Regions from separate parts of the Triticum aestivum genome. Here region 2 is linked to region 1. A link is a contact called in public Hi-C data. All regions are on one chromosome and are shown on one strand. Each heading gives the region's core, a stretch centred on a gene start, on an enhancer-like site or on the middle of the called end of the contact. The rest is flanking DNA. Distances are from core to core; before and after follow the strand shown. Region 1 holds the start of LOC123086911 (type IV inositol polyphosphate 5-phosphatase 11). Region 2 holds the start of LOC123086913 (dormancy-associated protein 1).

What was found. A called contact is a pair of places that touch in the nucleus more often than the background predicts.
Region 2: a Hi-C map of leaf shows a contact between it and region 1, with 4 times the contacts expected there. The contact joins the promoter of LOC123086913 here to the promoter of LOC123086911 in region 1. A contact is called at or near these places in 2 of 5 Hi-C or Micro-C datasets (both in leaf).

Annotation. Positions count from the first base shown.
Region 1 is chr4A:553,854,990-553,861,209 of IWGSC CS RefSeq v2.1, forward strand. LOC123086911 (type IV inositol polyphosphate 5-phosphatase 11) reads left to right here and starts at 3,481. Exons shown (of 8, transcript XM_044508743.1): 1 at 3,481-3,700; 2 at 3,818-3,971; 3 at 4,060-4,190; 4 at 4,284-4,360; 5 at 4,457-4,582; 6 at 4,736-4,923; 7 at 4,992-5,129; 8 at 5,232-5,554. The coding sequence starts at 3,666. The coding sequence ends at 5,396. LOC123086910 (mitochondrial import receptor subunit TOM6 homolog) reads left to right here. Exons shown (of 2, transcript XM_044508741.1): 2 at 2,016-2,260. LOC123086912 reads right to left here. Exons shown (of 9, transcript XM_044508744.1): 9 at 6,138-6,220.
Region 2 is chr4A:554,366,831-554,373,050 of IWGSC CS RefSeq v2.1, forward strand. LOC123086913 (dormancy-associated protein 1) reads left to right here and starts at 4,025. Exons shown (of 3, transcript XM_044508745.1): 1 at 4,025-4,264; 2 at 4,441-4,639; 3 at 4,771-5,160. The coding sequence starts at 4,159. The coding sequence ends at 4,813.

The DNA.
Region 1 (6,220 bases), core at 2,231-4,730:
ATCATAGGGTTTCGTAGCCGTAGATCGGATTCTAATGAGTGTCCTTATTACTAGGGTTGCTAAAGCTTGTAATTCTATTCTTTCGTGTGTAAAGCAGGCGATCTGTTGGTTTTTTAATGATCTTTTAGTTTGGTAATGCTGATTTGCAAACTGAGAAATTATTGAACCTAACTAATGACCTTCAACGAGTAGATAGAAAGGAAAAGTTATGTTTCATGACAACTTTGTAAAGATTATACTCCCTACGATCCATATTACTTGTGAAGTTGTACTAACCTTGTACTGAACCAGCGACAAGTAATATGGATCGAAGGGAGTAGCATGTTTTAAAGAGTCCAACTAGCTTTTAGATAGGTTGTGATATTGAATTTGTTTAGCTGATTTGCCGTTCTCAAACTATGTTATAATCCCTTGTTTTAGCAGTATCATTATGGTGATTGGAAGATCGATTTATTGGTTCATAACCCTTTTTTTAATAAATGCAGTAAGATTGAGTATTTTATCTGTTTTGATCACAGTTGCACCTCTTGCTGTTATTTGTTATCTTGTTTAATTTTGGCCAATGAATCAAGAAGTATTAATGTATTGATGGTACTTGGCTCCTTTCTGAGAACAATGATAACTGTATTTTATGGCTTCATTGATGCAGTATCCAGTATGTTCTGAATATAAATTTTCCTTTTTAGCATTATCTATTAGATTGTTCTATATTTACATACTACCTCCATCTCGGTGAACAAGTCATTCGCGTAGTTCTAGGTCGACAATTTAACTATCTAAATATGTATTATATGTGACAAAAAATATATATTTAGAAACTACATCCGTGTAGAAATCTAATAATATACTTTTCATGACATATAACACATATTTAATTCCTTAAATCGATGACCTAGAACTACACGAATGACTTATTCACCGAGACGGAGGTAGTACAATTCTTGTAGAATTGACTTTGTGGTACATAAGCAAAGTCTTCCGTAATGTTTGTTATTTATTGACATTGCTTCTGAAGAAGGAATGGTAGAATCTTGTCAGTTATGCTTGTGCATTTTTTGTGCTGTTTATAGAATAATAGTCGTAATGTTTTCTTAAGACTGTCGTTAGCTATCTTTTAATTGACCATTGCAGTTAGGATTATCCATTATATATATTTCGAATGATCCCATTAACCAGATCATTATAATACTGGCAACACAACAGCTGCAAAAACTGTACTGGATTTAAGTTGGGAAGAAGCTAACTATTGTCTGCTTTAGAAAGAACTAAAAATTGTATTTGAGGTTGGTCTTGATCAGTCATATACTCATATGTTGACTGGACATTCTGAGTTGTAGAAACAGACCTAGTCATTATGCCCAATTCATTTTGGACCCGGATAAGTGCCACATATGTGGCACGGACACATGGCAACTCTGAATGTTTTTGATGGCAAGTTTAGTGACGGGAGGATGACAACTTCATCAGTTGTAAAGCATGGCAACTTTCTTTTCGGATGGCAAGTTTCAGTTTATATTTTGGATTTGTTTTTTCTTTTGAATGGCAACTTTAGTTGTAAAAAACATCAGGGCAGGAGTGGTCCGTGCCACACATGTGGCACTTATCATTGGGTTCATTTTAAGTGCAAGGTTTAATTGAATTGAATTGTCTTGGTTCCTGCCCATTAGTCATAATCTGATGAGAACGTGGTTTTGCCTGAGACCCCACACCACTAGCCATCTTTTTCCTTCCCCTGTGATCTTCTGTTGTTTAAATTGCTGAGACTTCGTTGTTTTCTCATTATTATTCAATGCTAGGAAGTTATGTGGACAAACGCAAACTACTCAGTTCTGTCACTGTTTTGAGTTTTAATATCCTTTATCTCCTGATAAGTTATTGGTAATAGCAGTTGGTTGCACCACAAGATTTTGTTCTGGACTTTCTATAGTTGCATTAACGTATTTGAATTGTTATTTTTGTTTGATACCGATTGCAATAAGCCAGATGCTGACTATGTGTTTTATCCTTGTTATTAGGTGCGACTGGGATGGTGAAGTTACTCTCAGGAGCAGACTTTGAAGTACCTTGTCAAACATGAAATTAGTTTTCCTTGTTAGTATTTCGTCTTTCTATAGTGTGAGAATTCAATGACAGTGTTCGCATAAACTCTGTTGGTTGTGGTTACCACTGCCACTGCCCCAGCAACTTTGTGGGTTTTTAACAATCAGTGATGCGTGCCTCATATATTTCATTATTGCTGGGATGTGATTTGTCGTTGCTATACTGAATGTGTTTCGGTTGTTCCCTCTTGCCACTAGCATAGACCTGTCTTTTATGCAATTCAGATACTAGTAGAAGCAGCATCTTTGCGAACCATGCGAATTTGTAGTCCGTGGAGCAAATTGCGCCTTGGATAAGAAAACAACGATAAGGGCATGTAGAAACTCTGAGATATATCCTGATCGGAACTCGAAAGCTCAGACGGATCCTGGATCTTGGAAAACCTGTTGTTCCACATGCCATATGATGGTGATAAGCTCAAATGAAATGGGTAAAGAGCTGGGGGAGCAATACACTGAAATAACAGGGTTGCCTCATTACCCCAAACCAAACTTGAAAAAAATCACCCATCCCGCTGTCTGGGTTTGATGTCGAGCTCGCTGTTTTTTAGGACCATGAGCTGATTCCTTCTTCTTCGGTGACCTAGCCAGGCCGGGCAGTCGAAGATCGCTGTGCTAGATCACCACTGACTTTGAGCACCACCTGACGAAGACCGTCACTCCTGCACACATCTCCTTTGCCATCCCACCCACCACAGCCCTACACACACAGGCTGCCCTCTTACGTACCGTTTCCCCCTTTTTTTGGTATCGATCAACTCTTGGATAAACCTGAGATTGTTTGAAATATATATATTCTAAATAGTGGATTCCATATGCTGTTTCTGAGATGTACTTCCTGTAAATACAGCTGTTTTGCGGTAAATGGCGCAATACATTTTGCAGCCCAGCTGATTTAACTTCACTGAGGGTGTTACTGACTTGTTCATTTTGTGAGAAAGGGCAATGCATTTCTGCTCATTAGAAATATGTATGCCACCGGATAAAACGAGAAAAACAAAATGAGAGAGATGTCATTTTCACAACATGGTTGCTTTTCCTGGCTATACGGTTCAGTGATGCACAAGGCTTGCATGGTGAAACTTCAGGAACACAGCAAGTCCAACATGTTCCCCAATTGAACTTCTCCATCAGAGAGCTCATGTTCAACGAAGTTACTTGCTAAGCAAAAATGTGGCCATGCTTGTCTCCAAGCATTATTGGCAGCAATTCTACTGGTCCTCTGTATGTGTCTAGTCAATTTCACATGTGCGTCCTTTGTAATGATGCGACGACAAAGGCGATCTTGTTGTCACATCAAAGGTATCCAGTACCTAACTACCCAATCCATACAATCCAAGTGGCTGGTCTTGAGCATTCCACTTGTCCTTTTCTCTACTGCTATGTTGAAACTTTGCACCAGAATTGCTGACCAGGAAAACGTGATGACCAGAAGCATCTCAAAATCTAATCAATTTGGTTTCTGCGAAGAAACGTCGAACTTTTGGAGTAGATCGCTATATAAAAAGTCCCCTTTTGTAATCTTCTCCCCGTAAGATAGTCGGAAAGGAAGGGCTCGGCCAACACATGGGCAACTGCAGCAGCTTCAGTCTTCCAAAATGGTATATTATCTGTTTGCAAAAAATAGTTATGCAGTCTTATTAAAAGTTGCTTTCCATATGATTGATTTGTTTTTGAGCAATTCCATATGATTGATGTATATACTAATGGGATCGCAGGATATTCGGTGATCTGCACAACAATGGCATGGTTTCCATTGAAGGGGATGGAACTCATGAAGGCATAAAGACGATCCGGATTCAGAAAGCTTGCGAGTTCACAGCCAGCTCCGTGCTTTGTGTCTGCATTATCACATGGAACATGAATGGCAAGGTGCATCATATACTCATATTCTTGGCTGCGTTCTTCTTGATGGTGGTTGAGCCATTTCCTTTGGTTTAATATCTGTTCTTTCGCGAAGATGTCTGTGGAGGACATAAGAAAGCTGGTGAGCTCCACCAGGAAGTTCGACTTGCTGGTTGTGGGGCTGCAAGAAGTCCCGAAATGTGGCGTCGAACAAGTTCTGCAAGAAGCCATGGCTGATACACACATGTGAGGGACCTTCAACGTTAACCTTTTTTTTTATGAACACTTTGAAGGTTTTCACCTTATTCTGAAATACAGCAATGGTTGTCAAAATTTCAGCTTGTTATGCCAGAAGGCCATGCAGTCTATTCAGATGTTTCTTTTCGGGGCAAAGAGTTCGGAAGCGTACATCAAAGGTGATCATGTTATTATATAGCTGAATATTCTTGGTGTTGAAAGAGCACTTCTAATCTGATCAAATAAGTCCTGTTTAAATACCTGAATTTGGTCAGAAATGAAGGTGGATGAACACGCAGTCGGAGGCTGCGGTGGCGTAATTGGGAGGAAGAAAGGAGCTGTGGCCATGTACGTAAACTTTAGTGGGATCCGGATGGTGTTTGTGTCCTGCCATCTTGCAGGTTGATTTCCAACTTCTGGCCAATCCATTTCTTATTGTTGGGTCTTATTACCTCAGTGCTAATACCGGAAGCAACATTAATTTAATTCAATAGTAACTGTTGTCTTTCAAATGTTATTACGAATAAGTAACAAGGTAACTTATTAAAGTGTAGCCCATGAACGCAAGGTGGAGAAGAGGAACTCTGAATGCCGGCATATTTCGCACTCGCTGTTCTCCAAGAATGACATACATTATGCCAAATCTGCCGACATAACAGTGTGGCTCGGTGACTTGAATTACAGATTAGAAGGAATAAGCTCGATGCCAGCAAGGAAAATGATCGAGGAGAATCGCCAGAGTGTAAGTGTATGCTGGACCTATTCAATTTTTACATGACATAAATGCCTGACATATATGCGCTATTTCAGAAGCTAAGAGACAGAGACCAGCTGCTGCAAGAAGCTGAGAAGGGTCAAGTCTTCCATGGGTACTGTGAAGGGACCTTGTCTTTTAAGCCAACATACAAATATAATGTCGGAAGTAGCAACTACGATTCAAGTTACAAGGTACCTTCAGTTAGTATCATATTAAGATGTCAATTTGTCTGAAGGAAATTGTACATATTCTGGAAAAATAATGTCTTATGCATATGCTCTTCACTTCCTCAGATCAGAGTGCCATCTTGGACAGATAGGATATTGTTCAAGGTTGACCATTCTTCTGGCTTGGATGCGGTGTTAAGTTCATATGAAGCACTTGACTGTGTTAGCAGCTCTGATCACAAGCCTGTGAAAGCTCATCTTTGTCTGAAAGTATGTGGTGGTGATTCATAGATTTATGTTACAATTGACAATCACAAGTATATTTAGATGACTTATTTTTTTGTAACAACAATTGTAAAGGCAAATAGCACAGATCATTATCTATCCTCTGAAAATGATTTCGCTAAATGTAATTTGGTAAAGTCAAAATGTCGACCGTATGTTCATGTTGTTGTTGTTGTTGTTGTTGTTGTTGTTGTTGTTGTGTACCCTCTTGATTTTATATGGTGACGTGGATTTTTCGAATTGGTCAGCAGGCTACAAACAACTTCCTGATGTGTTCTTATAGTAAGGAAACAGAAATACCCAGCATATACAGACACCAAACTTTGGTTAATACACACAGTACCATGTCAAATATGGCATTGACATAGCAGAGCAGATTCTTTATCACAGCACATTGTTTCATGGGGTTTAAGGTTCAAACTTTAGGGGACCTCAATATTAGGAATTTTAATTTTCAAGAACAGTATGCGTTTTGATTTCCCAAATTCTAACCAAGGAACACAATTCTTAACTTTCTTGGATTTTTGTATTTCACTACAGATTTTCAGTACAGATTTGCATTTGGAATAAACATCTACTTGTCTAGTATATAAGGGTGTACCAAAACAAAACAATTTCACCTATCTCACAAATTTCATGGTACAGAAACAAGGAAACTCAACGGTTCACACTGACGGTTTGAGTACAGAAACAGATGGTACACACTTTCAGTTAACAAAACTCAGAAAACCAATTCAATGCCATAGATACACATTTCACCACTGAATTAAATTTCTTTCGGGCTTTCAGCTACAAAAGAATGTGTAGTAAAGATGGTACAGAACAAAGAG
Region 2 (6,220 bases), core at 2,775-5,274, 510 kb after region 1:
TACTGGGGGATGACGACGAGACACCGCGGCGGCTTGGTGATTGTTGCAATGCTGGGTGGGTCCTATTGTGGCAAAAGAGTCTGCTTCGTCTGGAGGCGGCCGGGAGCACACCCACGAGCATGCAGCCTCAGCAAGGTATGAACATCAACACCCCACCTACCCAATTACCGTCCGGTGTCGGGTTGGGTGATAGCGGACAGGGTAAGGAGGAGGCTCCATTAGTCGCTGATGACGTCGCCATGGATGAGGATGAGGACGACGATGGCGCTGCTGAACAGTATGTCTATACTGGCGCCTACTCAGGGTTTGAGCGTCATGAGTCGGTGCCTGAATTGCCGTCTCAACATATTATGGACGACCTTCCGGTAGTAAAGAAGTTTAGGAAGAGAGCGAGGAAAGGCAAAAAAGTTGTTTCTGTGATCCAGCCGCCTCAGCAGCCTCGGCTTCAGGACCGTATAGATATCCCCGGTGCGGATAAATGGCATATCCCCGGTCAACCAATCCTACCTGCAACAGCGCTATGGGCCAGATTCGGTGATCTAAAGAGACTTCATGACGATGTGCTACGGGTAGAGAAAGACCTCATCGCCTCGAAAGATCCAGGATACCCACTCTACGTGGTTAACGTTCCGCGGCAAATGTCGTACGTCGACAGCTTCCCCGCGGATAAGTTCTTCCTCCGATTCGATTACATATTCGACATGTTTCACGTGAAGAAGCTGGATTTTACGTTTGTCCGCCTTTATGCCTTGCACATGAACTACATCATCGGGGTTGAGCAGATATCTCATATCTGTGTCGCTGACCCATACTACATGCACGAGGGCTTCTTGGGAGTCTGCGCAAATCACCGTGAATACGCGAGGGATTACATCGTCAATTTCATGCTCACCAATAAGGACAAGGAGGCGATTCTCGTGCCTTATCATCCCGTGTAAGTCATCCACGCTGCTATCCTTCCTTCGATTTCAATCATTCATTTGCACGGTGGAGGCTAATTAATTTGAGGACTTATTTTGCGCAGCGGCGGGCGCGCCGTCCTCATCATCCTCTACCCCGATTCTCCCACGCTCTTTACTTGGACTCGTCGAAGAACATTCACAAAAAGGATTACACCCACATCAAGGATGTTCTCGACAGTGCTATGTTTTACTACCAAGCAAGGGGTGGAGAGGTCAGGGACAAGAAGAGAAGGGGCGGCAGGGTCGCCTTCGGCCATAAGACCGACTTCTGCTGCATCCAGCAACCGAACGATTCTCTTAATGATGGATTCTATGTCCTACACCACATGCTGGAGTACAGACGGGATCACCAGAACCTTCGCATGTCACCTAGATCCGGTGATGCCCATATTCTGCAATGGGCAAAGGACATAGGAAATATTGAGGATCATCGACTTCGAGCTGAGTTCTATAACATCCAGTGCGAACTCGCCCAAATCATCATGAAGGAGGTCGTCGGAAAAACAGGGATGTTCTACGGAGAAGGACAAATGTCGCGCGAAGACGTCCGAACATGGATAGCCTCTCAGCGTCTCGACCTGAAGCCTTTCACTAGGCTCGGGGACTATCTCCCTGACTTGGATGGATGGAACGACATGTTGGAGTGATTGTCCATATATGACAATGTGTCCGTTTAGTCTATACTTTCTGTATGACAAAACTTTGAGTTATGCACGGTGAAACTTTATTTGTGATGTAATTAAACCGTCCTCCTCCTCGACTAGCGAAAATCACTCTAGTTAGGGCATTTTGGGGTACGATGAACTTTGTTATTTATGCTTATGATATGTTGTTTTTTATTTTTGCCAAGTTTGTCTCTTTCTGTTGCTCAACTATATATGTTGCATATCATCGACTCATGTGATGATGCAGGTGCATAGATCATAGATGGCGAAGAAGTGCTATGCCAGGAGTATATATACGACAAGTGGCCGGAGTGTCAGGCCCTTCCGAGCGACAGGCAGTAGTTAGTTTAGAGGTTCACGCTAATGCGAAAGAGGGATACGAACTCATGTTCTCAAAGTGATAGCTCTTCTCGCGTATATCATTGTTTAGATGGATGACGATGTATTTGCATATCATTCGAGACTTGTATCGCTATTTTCGAGATGATGACGAGAGACCACTTTGTGTTGGATGATGATTATGATGATAACATGATTTGATGAGACTAATTGTATGTATATGCTATGATTACATTTGTATGTGTATGATATGCTAAAGATTATTGTATAAAGCCTATTCAAATACAAAACAAATACAAAACAAACATGCAGGAAAAGAACTAATAAATAAACTAGTAGTAGCGAGGGGGGAAATTTAGCAGTAGCGCCGCATTGTCAGTAGCGCATCCCAGCAAACAGCGCTGCAGATAATATTAGTAGCGCCATTTCCCAAAGAGCGCTGCAGCTATTCATGTATAGCAGTAGCGTGGGACAACCGGCGCTACTGCTATACGTTAGCTGTAGCGCCTTATTAGTAGCGCCGGTGCCCGCGCTACTGAGAGGCCCAAAACCCTCGCTGCTGGTAGGTTTTTCCCTAGTAGTGCATGGCCTGGGGGTGGCCGCGTCCCCAGGGCTTGTGGGCCCATTGAGGCTCTTCTCCGATACTTCTTTCTTCTAATACTTTGTATGTATCCCAAAATAAATCTCTGTAAAATTCTTTATTTTGAGCCCCGGAGAATTGCTATCTCCGTAGTAGCTTTTCCAGATCAGAATTCCAGCTGCCCGCAATCCCTCCCTTTTGATGTATCTTGCATTCTGAGAGAGAAAAAGCATTAGAATTGCATCATAATATAAAATATAACTTCACAATAAGATAAATAGCAGTAGGGAATCATAATGCAAAATGGATGTATCGGCGCCCCGCCGCCACGACCACGAAGTCGGCACACATGCGAGCGTTGCCGACAACAAAGAAGAGTAGAGCATGGGAAGTCGCTGGCGCTCAGGTCCCAGGAAGGCCACGACCCCCCCCCCCCCCCCCTTGAAGTCAAGCTTGGTGGGCTCAAACATCGTTGGCTGATTAGCTGTTTGGCGGCGATGTCGAGGCTGGTAGCTTCATTTCCCGGGGCTCACGGCGGCGGAAAATGAGGCGGGGCTTCATTTTCTGGGGCTCATGGCTGGCCGGAGATGGGAATGGTCACCGGCGGTCATTTTAGGCTAGGTCTAGAGTATGGTCTAGTTGAAATATGTCTAAATGTAATGATTTTACTCCGTTTAAATGGGAAGTATCCGGTTCTATGTAAAAATTATCCAATGAGTATGAATGAATATCGTCCGGTTTATTTGAGTTTGCATCAAAATTGTTCAGTTTTCGTTAAAATTCGTTTGAAATGTAACCGGATAGATGCATATAGCTTTAAATGGCCGGCTCTTGTGTCCGTGGACTCGTCCCCCAGTTTGTGAACGGACACGGGAGATAATTTGAAGATGCACTAATCCGCTCGGTTGCATAATGCAGTATATGATAAGCTGTCACTTTTAGCCACACTTGGTTAGATATTTAGGAGAATGCATGTCACATTCCAGATGGTTTTCATACGAAGACACAAGGCCGGTGCATCTACAGCGACTTCGCCGTAGTTAAACTCTGGATCTCAATCTTTTGTACGAGTTGCGTCGACGTGTGTCGTTGGTGATCTGTCCATTCTCATTACACCTTTTTTAAATATATTTCCCACCATCGCGTGTCCCACTGCCACATCGTGCTGCCCGTAAGTCAGGTTTAGATATTTTCGCTCCATATAATCCAACCGAGCAGTGGGGCCAGTCCGCTGCATCCTTATCCGGCACGACTGTCCAAAGCGGGGCTCGTCATCCAATCTTATCACCCCAAGCGCTGGTTCGGCTCACCGTCCGGTCAAAACAAGCTAACCTCATCGCCACTGACATTTCTAGAGGCCACGCCACACCCCGGTCCGATCCTTCGTTTGCTAGTACACTGTGTTGGACACTAGCCGTAGGTGTACAGGTGCCCGTGTGTGATCTAGAGCGGTAACGCAACCCGACGGTGACCGCATCCCCGTCCCTGCATGATTTAAGTGTCCCCCAGTCTCACCTAACTCAGTCGGCCAGTGCACTTGATCTTATCGGTGGTAGTGCTACAAGCGAGTGACACTAGTTCTTGCACCGATCAGATCCAACTTCTGCACAGGATGCTGGACAAGCTGTGGGACGACGTGGTGGCCGGGCCTCGCCCGGAGACGGGCCTCGACAAGCTCCGCCGGGCCGCCGCCACCCAACCCCTCGCCATCAACACAGGTACAGTTTATATACGTTAGTCCAGAGGTACCGACATGGCCTGAAACTGTTGAGAAGAACGTAAGAACTAGCACGAGTAGTTTTCAGAAGAAGATTTGATGCTTAACCGGAGGATCTGTTGGGTTTATTATTGTGTGAACTGACGGCGGTTTACATGGATGTTGGTGGAGGTGCAGCTGCAGGGGAGGCGATTAAGCAGTCGCCGTCGATGCCGACGACCCCGACCACGCCGGTGACGCCGTCGTCGTCCACGCCGCCGCGCGGCGGCAGCGTGTGGCGGAGCGTTTTCCACCCCGGGAGCAACCTGGCCACCAAGAGCCTCGGCGCCAACCTCTTCGACCGCCCGCAGCCCAACTCCCCCACCGTCTACGACTGGTACGTACGCTAGCTCATGATCTATATATCTCACGGTACAAAATCAGTTTTAGTAACACGATCTACTGGGAACTTTAAACGGGTGAACATGGCAAATGATAATAACGCTGCCACGTACGTTTGATGTCCAGGCTTTACAGCGACGAGACGAGGACAAGGAGCAACCACCGCTAAATAAGAGCCGTCGGCCAGAGAACTGAAGGCAGGGTGCTCAACAACTTGTGCGACGCCGCCATGTTTGCTGCTCTTTTGGTTATCTAATCCTGCGTAGCGTACGTTGCTGTCCGAGGCTGCATGTGGTTTGTCTTCAGCTTCGTACTACTGTCTACTAGTGCTTGTAACTTTATTTTCTTGGCTCGGTATGCTCGCTGCATGCTAGCGAGTGATGGGTGTATGTGTGTGCTCTGTGTAAGCTCCATGCGTGTGTAAATTCTCTCGTGTGTGTGGTGTGGTCTTCTCAATGTTTAACCACCTATGGTAAAGACAATAACAGCCTCAGAGCAAGTTTTCCTTTTTTTTTCTCTGATATGTTTTTCTTAGACAATAACACCCTAAGATATTTATTATCAAGGAAAACAATAGGTAGTACAATGAACGAAAAACTGAACTAGACGCAGAACGGTTAACAAGGATAAAAAATCATTGAAAATTATACTAGCCTTGTTCTTTTTCTGCTGTCCGTTGGAGATTAAACATTACATTGGACAATATTTTTTGAGAGTACGTCTAGACGTATCATATATTTTTATAGAAAACTGAAATATCATATTTTTATAAAAGGCATTTATAGAAAACTGAAATACCATATTTTTATAAAAGACAAAAATCAATTACAAGAGACTACGACTTTTATAGAAGGCATAAATCAATTACAAGACTTCAACTTGCTGCAAACAACAAGTGTAGTTGAAACTTGGCATTCCATCGCAATAATTACAAACAAACGAAAAAGGTCCTGCCTTATGCTAATCATCTAGCTGCGTCACAACAAAAGTAGGTCGCCTCGAAGAGCAATAAATCCACCCAAAATCCCTTACCAACGCACTACCACTATTACTACTAGGAAAATGCTTATAGATAGAATTTTATCAGTAGTGTTTGTTATAGACCCCACACTACTGATAATTACCAGTAGTGTTTGTTATAAAACACGCTACTGGTATAACATAGTAGCGTTTTTGAAGGCCACCCTACTGGTAAGTTTGCCACAACACATCATTCGACAAAGAAATATTAGTAGCGTTTGTAGTCTAACCAGTGCTACTGTTAAGAAAGTAGTTGTAGCGCCTGTGCACCTAGACGCGCTACTGCTATTTTTTCTATAGGTAACTTATACCAATAGCATTGTTTTTGTACAAGTGCTATAGTTAGTTTTACGTACCAGTAGATATTTTGCTGGCACTCATAGCAGTAGCATGCTTTGGCACCCCGCACTACTGCTATGGTCGCCAGCCACCTACCACCTTTCCCCTCATTCCTCCCCTTTCTTCTTCCTCTCCCTCTTCCTTTCTCCCTCTTTCATCTTGCTTGTTCCTTTCAATGCTCTCCCTCCACCACCCCTCCATTAGAGCCCTTCCTCCC